2 separate regions of the Sus scrofa genome follow, and region 2 is linked to region 1. A link is a contact called in public Hi-C data. All regions are on one chromosome and are shown on one strand. The core of a region is the stretch at or near the end of the contact, and the rest is flanking DNA. Distances in the headings are between cores, read along the strand shown.

The links. Hi-C and Micro-C count contacts between places; a contact is called where the count stands out from the background.
Region 2: a Hi-C map of liver shows a contact between it and region 1, with 2.2 times the contacts expected there. The contact joins the enhancer-like site here to the promoter of ALDH4A1 in region 1. A contact is called at or near these places in 7 of 47 Hi-C or Micro-C datasets (embryonic fibroblasts, liver, retroperitoneal adipose tissue and 2 more) and 2 of 2 datasets of contacts at active chromatin or transcription factors (alveolar macrophages and skeletal muscle).

Annotation. Positions count from the first base shown.
Region 1 is chr6:77,401,825-77,405,983 of Sscrofa11.1, reverse strand. It overlaps ALDH4A1 (aldehyde dehydrogenase 4 family member A1), which reads left to right and starts at 1,969. Exons shown (of 16, transcript NM_001252213.1): 1 at 1,969-2,031. The coding sequence starts at 1,970.
Region 2 is chr6:77,509,748-77,513,892 of Sscrofa11.1, reverse strand. No RefSeq gene overlaps it. Among named protein-coding and RNA genes, the nearest start is that of IFFO2, 54 kb to the right of the region's middle. Within about 2 kb of position 1,667, at least 50 of the 83 cell types and tissues checked have an H3K27ac peak or open chromatin away from gene starts, as enhancers often do. A contact at or near this core is called in alveolar macrophages, embryonic fibroblasts, liver and 3 more, where this site is marked.

The sequences.
Region 1 (4,159 bases), core at 720-3,219:
ATCTTACCGAGGAGGACGAGTGAGCCACAGAGATCACAGACTGAATAACTGGCACAGGCTGGTTTGGAATTGAGGTCCTATTAATCACATTGACCCCATTTCTTAAACCTCCTCACAGTGTCCTTGAAAGGCCACCTCCCAGGCCCTGGATTTGACACCATCCAATGTTCTAGTTTCTTCTTGCTAATGCCTGAATTCAGGGAGACATTGGCCTGTGTGATCTGGGCTCCATGACTAGGGTTTTCTTTAAGGGTGAAGAAAAACGGCCACCACCAATCCCGATTTACTTTTACCATTGCTAAGACTTGCACTTGTTGTATAGTTGGTTCTATGAATCTGCAAGTTTCGCATCCTCAGATAGGGAGGGCTGACTGTACTGTGCCCTTTTCTGTAAGTGACTCCAGCAAAGCTGGATTTCCTGGAACCAGTCTCCCACGGACACTGAGGGACGATTGTTCTTTCTTTTTCCCCTTCCCCACTCTAAGTTCCCCAAAGTGCCTGAAAGAGTGTGACTTTCTGAAGAAAGAGGAGTAGCATGAAATAATGAGGGCATCCTAAGGTGGATATTATTACCCCCATTTTATAGACATGGAAACAGGCTCAGTAAGGTTATGTCTTTTGCCAATGACAGGGATAAACTACCATGAGCTTTGGAACTCTAATGACTCCTCAGCGGGTTCTGGGTACACTCTGCTGGAAAACATTTAAACAGATACATTAGAAGAATGCATTAGAAAAACCATAACAGCACTTTAGGAATAGAATGCGCCCTTAAGATTCTGTCCTCAGGAAGACTTCAGAATCCCAGTATTAAATAACGTTCATCACGGAAGTTCCCGTTGTGGCTCAGCGGTAAGGAGCCCGACCAGTATCCATGAGGATGCAGATTGGATCCCTGGCCTCGCTCAGTGGGTTAAGGATCCAGCGTTGCTGTGAGCAGTGGTGCAGGTCGTAGGTGCAGCTCCGATCCCACGTTGCTGTGGCTGTGGGGTAGTAGGCCGGCAGCTGCAGCTCTGATTAGACCCCTAGCCAGGGAACTTCCACATGCCGCGAGTGTAGCCATAAAAAAGACCTAAGTGAATAAATAAATAACGTTCATCAGGCAAACAACTTCTCCAAGAGAAAAATTGAAATTGTGCTCTAGGTTGCAAAAATAAAGGCTTTGAAGGACAGCCTGAGCATAGGATGGCTCGGGTTTTATCTTCTTTTGATCGTAATCTGCAACGAAGCAGGCCGATTTATCTAAGCTTTAGGCCACAGGAAGCTTTTTGGGTGGCCCCGCTACAGGCCCGGAGATGGAGAGAGAGGGCGGCTGGGTGCCAGCCAGGAAGCCAGAACTAGGGACAGCAGGCTCATTCCAGGGGCTGCAGCCTCTGAGTAGAGGCAGGGGGCTGGCTGCAGAGTGGCCTTGCAGGGTCAAGAGTCTATCGTCCACAAATCAAGGGCAGCTAGAGTGGTGGGGCCGGGACTCAAGCAGCACCTGACCCACAGACCCGCGGTCCTTCCGCTCCGCCTCACACGTGCTCCACTCCCGCTTTTTCATTGGCTGTTTCAGCCCCTCTATCCCGGCCTAAGAAGGCTGCAACATGACCACACCTCTGATTGGTCCAGGAGCTCCCATGTGTCACTCTGATTGGTCGGTGGAGCTCACTCCCTCTGGCCCTCGGCCCTTTTGGAGGCCGGCTGGGTCAAACCATAAAGAGGGGAGGGGGAAATATGAACATTTCAAGGATTCTCTTTTGAGTTATTTTGTTCTTTGTCATATAATACTCTTTATAATGCCATGAAAAGAGAATTATTTTGTTAGTAGAAGGTAAATATAGAGATATTTCTGTAGAGCTCTACTTTGAGGACGGCCGGAGTGATAGGTTCTCCCCTATGTTCGAGGTGGTGCGCTCCGGGCGGGGCCGCGCCTTCTCTCAGCTCCGGGGGCGAACGGTCCAGCGAGCAGCCGCGCCTTGAGCTCGAGATGCTGCTGTCGCTGCCCGCGCTCCGCCGTGCCCTGTTGGCTCGCCCCTGGAGGGCGGCCGGGTGAGTGAGCACCGGGCCTGGGGAAAACCCTAGCGGCACCTAATGGCCGAGGGTCCCGGGGTGGGGGTGGGGGGTGGGGTCGCTGGGCGCCTCCCGGTGCGGGACTCCCTCCTTGCCAGACCCTTGCCGGTTTTCCCAGGGGCTCTCCTCCGGCGGGTGACACTTCCTCAGGTGCCGTCCGACCGCTGCCTAGGCCTTCCTCCCACTGCGATCTCCCCGTCTCCCAAAGGCGGTCGCCTTCCTTCATCGAGGGGCATCCCCTTCCTGAGTCTTGCAGCGTGTTGGTGTAGCTCGGTGCTCTTGTGGCTCCCTCGCTTAGAGTTTAGCCTCCAGTCACTCTTCTTTCTCCTGGTATTGGGTCTTCGAAATTTGCACACGGCCGGAGTTTTGTGGCTTCCTCTGAGGGCACCTCTATTTTTAGCACACCCCGCTTCTTAGCTCCGCACCCTCTGTCTTACATTCAGGACCCATCCTCGGGCTTCTTTGGGTCCTTTCTCCGTCTACGAGCATTTCTATTTCTCGCTTTTCTTTTTCTCCTTTTTTTCAAGTCAAGTGTTGGGGAGAAAGAAAAGGAGACCTTTTGGATTTTTTTCCTGATAGGTGGAACAATAATACTTACGGGGTGTGTATAGAATGCCAAACCTGTGCTAGGTCCTTGGGGCATGTGCCTTACTGTGATGGTGAATAAATGCGTTAGTACATGTAAAGTGCAGTGAACAGTACCTGGCACCTAGGCAGTGCCCAGTTACTATTAACCACGATCATTATTATCACTCATGTTTAACCTTCTCCTGGGTAGCTGTTATTCCAAATTACAGATGAAGAAACCCGGGTGTAGTTTCAGAGTGGAGCTGCCCTACAAATCCAGGTTTGCAAATCCCCACGCTGTGGAGTTGGGTTCCTGGACCCTTGCCCACTCAGTGATACCTGTTCTCAGAGCCCCTTTCTGCCCTTGGTCTTGAGGAGGGTATGGGTAGAGCACAGATCCTGCCCCAGAGAGGCCCATAGACTGGTGAGGCTGCATGCACCCTTTTGGACCCGAGTTTCTGCTGGTCTCTGTTTCAGAGCTGGGCAGCTCCTGCCCCCAGTTTGCGTTTTGTTTGCCCGACCCCTAGGACTGTGGCCAGCCCTGTCTCTCCTGCTGGCTCAGCCATGCCCGTTCGGAGTTAATCAGTGTCCCAAGGGATAGTGCTGTGGTGCCCTGGGCATGGATGAGTTTCAGCAGGGCAGCGTATTCTCTGGGAGTGGGGAGAGGTGGAAGACAGGGTAGAGAAGGGGACATGGAAGAGAAGGGCCCTTCCAAACCAAGACCAGGGGCCACGCTCACCAACGTGATCCCATTTGTTGGCCTCTCCCTGGACTCTGAGACTACCCATCTCAGACCCTAGATGAAAGCTGCCTAGATTCACGTGTTTACTGATTACCCACGTGTGCAAGTGCTGTGCTAGACATTGCAGGGAGGGGTACCCAGGGGATTTGCTTGTGGATGGGGGCCCTCTAAGAGTTTTCAGTTTAATGGGGAAGAGAGCCTTAGGCAAAACAAACAAACAAACAAACAAAACACTCAAAAAATCCTCTAATATCTGGTAGAAAGAAATCCATATTCTGGAAAAAACAAAAAAACACCCCAAAACTCTGGAGTTTCTGTCATGGCTCAGTGGAAATGAATCTGACCAGCATCCATGAGGATGCAGGTTCAATTCCTGGCCTCGCTCAGTGGGTTAAGGATCTGGAGTTGCTGGGGCTGTGGTGCAGGACAGCAGCTACAGCTCCAATTTGACTCCTAGCCTGGGGACCTCCATATGCTGTGGATGTGGCCCTAAAAAGACAAAAAACAAAAACAAAAAACCAAAACCACCTCATAACAGCAATTGTTACCAAGCAATCAAGTACTATAGGCTTGGCACTAGGCTGATAAGCACTGTATTCTTACCATTTTATAGATGGGAAAATTACCTGCCAGTTAAGACAAATATAAAGCTGCCTCCAGACTCACTCTTCATTACAAAACCTCCCGAGTGGAAAAAAGCATTTTGCAATCAGAGCATTTTGCAACCAGATCTGCCGGCTCAGGTTACCTCTTTGCATATAGCACTTGGCCTGATGCCCCAGTTTCCCAGCCTCGGAC
Region 2 (4,145 bases), core at 418-2,917, 110 kb before region 1:
AGACCAATGTCAAGGAGCTTACCTCCCCGTGTTTTCTTAGGCAGCATCGTCTTTATAAGATAAATATTGCCGAGATCCAGGCCCTGGATTTTATTCTGCTCTCAAAATGGAAAGACGGGAACCCTTGCCAGTGTGCAGTTTATTCTTTGGCAGTGCCCCCCTCCCCAGGGTCCCCTGCCCCTCTTTAGCCAGCCCTGCTGGCCCCCTGCACGCTGTGTCTGTAGAAGGCCAGTCCTGAGTTTAGCTGGGCTCACATGGGCACTCCATGGAGAAACTGCTCTTCTGGGCATTGGGTTGGCATTTTCTATCCCTAAAACCATGGTAGTGCTGTTTCAAATCATAGAAAAATAGGAGTTCCCATCGTGGCTCAGCATAAGGAATCTGACTAGTACCCATGAGGACTCGGGTTCGATCCTTGGCCTTGCTCTGTGCGTTAAGGATCCAGCGTTGCCCTGAGCTGTGGTGTAGGTCGCAGACGCGGCTCAGATCTGGCGTTGCTATGGCTGTGGTGTAGGCCAGCTGCTGTAGCTCTGGTTCGACCTGTAGCCTGGCAACCTCCACATGCCATGGATATACCCCTCCTCCCCCCCAAAAAAACCCAGAAAAGTAAAATTAAGGAATAGAATATTTTCAGTTGTAAGTTTTTCCATACCCTCTGCCTTTGCTCCACACTATCGTTGAGAAGATGAGAGTGTCAGGGTCTTTTTGTTGTTGTTTGTCTTTTTTTTAGGACCAAACCTGCAGCATATGAAAGTTTCCAGTCTAGGGGTCAAATCAGAGCTACAGTCGCCGGCCTACACCACAGCCACAGCAGTGCAGGATCCGAGCTGCATCTTTGAACTACACCGCAGCTTGCTGCAATGCTGGATCCTTAACCCACAGAGCGAGACCAGGGATTGAACCAGCATCGTCCTGCATACTAGTTGGGTTCTTAAGCCAGTGAGTCACAGCGAGGACCCTGATAGTGTCTGACTTTGCCCCACATGAAGTTCTACCCATTCATAGTTCACAACGGCTCCACAAAGCCCATGGAACTCTTTGGGGAAAATGCTGGCCTTTTGGAATAACCCAGCTGGAAGCTGCCCTTGGGGGCTGTAGGCTCAGTACTGGTTCCCACCCTTTGGTGGCCCCGTTATGTCCATGCTCCCCTCACCCCCGTGCTCCAGGCGCGCTGACCTTCTCCAGTGCTCAGGACGAACCACAGTTCTGCGTCTCTGCAGGGGCTCTGCTCCCAGCTTCTCTCTGCTCCCAGCTTCTCTCTGCCTGGGCGATGCCCGCTCGTATTTTCCATCTCCCACCCCGTTGTCACTGCTTCCATAAAACTCACCTGCACACCCCAGACTGGGTCACCACACGCACATACCCTTTCCCCCAGTTTCCATGGTGCTCGGCATAGCGTTTGCACATATTAATCACTCAATAAATATTTGTTGATTGGATTAGCGAGTGGTGCTATGTGTGTCTTTAGAATCCTTTCAGTAGCTGTGACTTCACTTTGTCAACAGAAGGACCCAGGCCCATGTGACTTCATTGGCCAAGTTCCCGCAGCCAGAAAGGGGCTGGGCTGCCATCAGAAGCCAGGCCTCCGACTCAGCCCAGTGCCCTTTGTCCTGTTCTAGGCGGTCCGCCTCCCTCGAGGTTTGGCGAGTTAAACAGAAGCAGAAATTCACAGGAAATTTACCGCAAGGCAGAGTGTTTACTAGCTGTGACCTCACTGCCGCGGCAGCGAAAGGGCAGAGGAGTGCTGAAAAGAAAATACCTTTCCAATGAATGAGCTGGGCCGGCCAGGCCCCGACTGACTCACGAAGAAGGTTTCACTTTATAAGGACTTCACTGGGGCCCCCCTGGGCGTGCCTTTCACCCTGAGCCCAGGTCGGGGAGGGGGCAGGTCGGGAGAATGCAGGTTGTAGGGCTCCCAGCTTGAAGCCCCGGATCGACCAGCTTGGCTTCCAGGAGCCCTGCCCTCCCTCGCTTGAGTGTGTGTCCTCTGCGGGAGCCTGTCTCCCCAGCCCTGTGGATAAACAGGCCCGTGTTAAGAACACCCACCGGAGTTTCAGTGGGTCTGGCAGCCAACAGCTCCTGGGACATGCAGCCCCTTCCCTGGGGGGCGTCTGGGAGTCCGACTGGAACTCCGGGTCCCAGGTGCTCACAAAACCTCGCTCCATTCATCACAGGTCCTGTCTGTGCTTTTTATCACCCCTCAGCCCTTCTATGTCTTTTGTCCTTGAGGTTACTGAGGGGGCCTGGCCAGTGCCATCCGTAGGATGGTGGAAATTCATGCCAAGAGCAGTTTTCCGAAGCCCCCACCCTCACCAGGTCCATGTGCCATGTTTCTGCAGGTGAGTGACAGCTGCTCTCACCACTCTCTTCACACCTTGGTCCCCAAGGATGGCGTAACCTGGCACCTGCCTGGCACCTCCTCACAGGGCGCACATGTGGTGCCAGTGCCCAATCCCATTTTCCCTCCTCTTCTTCCACATGGCATTTCCTCCTGTGAGACGCCCGTGTAGATCAATGTCTTTGTGCTGCCCGCTTCCCGCCGGCCAATCCTACCTACAGTCCTGAGCTGAGTTTGGATTCCTGGCAGTGAGGACCGTGAGCCTCCCCACCAGCCACTTCCTCGCACCCCACATACTTCCCATGATCACCTGGGAGGTCAGGTTATCACCTACCCATTTTAGAGGTGGAGAAACGGAGGCTCAGAATAGTGAGAAATCTGCCAAAACCTCACAGCTGAGAGGGATGGGAACGGCACGGGGATGGGTCTCTTGGGTCCCCCCTCCTGTCTGTGATGGTCAGCAGGGCAGGATGCCTTCTCTCTGCTGCAGAGATGCACACCCAGGGTCAGACGGAGAAGGACCTGCAGCCAGAGCCTCAGGCATGCGGGAGAGCCATCTCAGGAATTCCAGGCACCTGCCAGCAACGAATGGACATAGTGGGGGGTGACATCATGCATCGGCAGCCTATTGATCACCGAGATAGGCAGCTGTTTGTGCTCCATCAGAATGGGACAATGATTAAGCCAAAGTCTGAGGGTTAGAAAGGGGAAGGAAGTGTGGATATTGACCCAAAGCCACCAGCTCTCCTAGGTGGGAGAAGGGGCAGGCGGGAGCTGGAGCAGCAAACCAGCAACGCTCCCCTCCCCCAGCTGGTGTCCACCTCCGGGCTTCACTGGGCCTCAGGTAAACAGAGCTGGGTTCCAGCCCGTGTCTGCCATTTCCTGGCTGTGGGCCTCGGGCAAGTCCCCTCTCCTGCCTGAGTCTTGTATTCTCGTCTGTAAAATGAGACTCTCCATCCCTACTTCATAAGGGAGTCAGGAAGATCCCATGTCATAAACCAGGTAAAGGGCTTTGCATGGAGGGGATGTTGGATACCTGTTGATTTCCCGTCTCTTTTCCGCCACGTGGAGTATCGGTGCTAATTTCCATCAACTTCGGAGACAGAGACAAACCCTAGGTTTGAATCCTACCTCTACCATTTCCTGGCTGTTTAACCTGGGGTGAATCATTGTCCCTCCCTGAACCCCAGCTTCCTCTGTAGGAATGGGGACGATAGAGGTACGTTGTAGGGTTTGGAGCAAAAGGTTCTGGGACTAGAGTGTGAAATGGTATCCAGTTAATATGCTCTTAGCATAGTGCCTGGGGATTGGGGTCTGAGGTTCCACATTTCCAACAAGCTCTTGGTGGTACTGATGCTGCTGACCCAGGGACCACACTTTGAGTAGGGACGTGATGGATGAAAGTCAATGGGATTTGGGTGGTGGGGCAAGGTGGATGGAGCAGAAGCACCTGCTGAATGACTTTTAAGTGGGCTGTTGCCTTCCGGATGCCACTGTTTTGAGAACAGCTAACGATGACCTGGCGATTAATTAAATGTATCATTGCTAGGGGTGGGGGATCAGTGTTTGTCCCCTGGGAGCCCTAGTGTAGGGGGGAGACCAAAGCACCTGTTACAACACAAACCATAAGAACTGTGGTTGTCCAAGCATGGTGGGCCCCCAGGGATTCCAGGATAGGACCCTCACCCAGGCAGGCAGGCTGACTGCAGGTGAGGGCCCTCACACCGTGTGTCCAAGGATGAGGAGGAGTCAGCCAGGTAGGGGAGGGGAAGGACGGTGTCCAGGCAGGGGCGGTGTGGGAAACGGG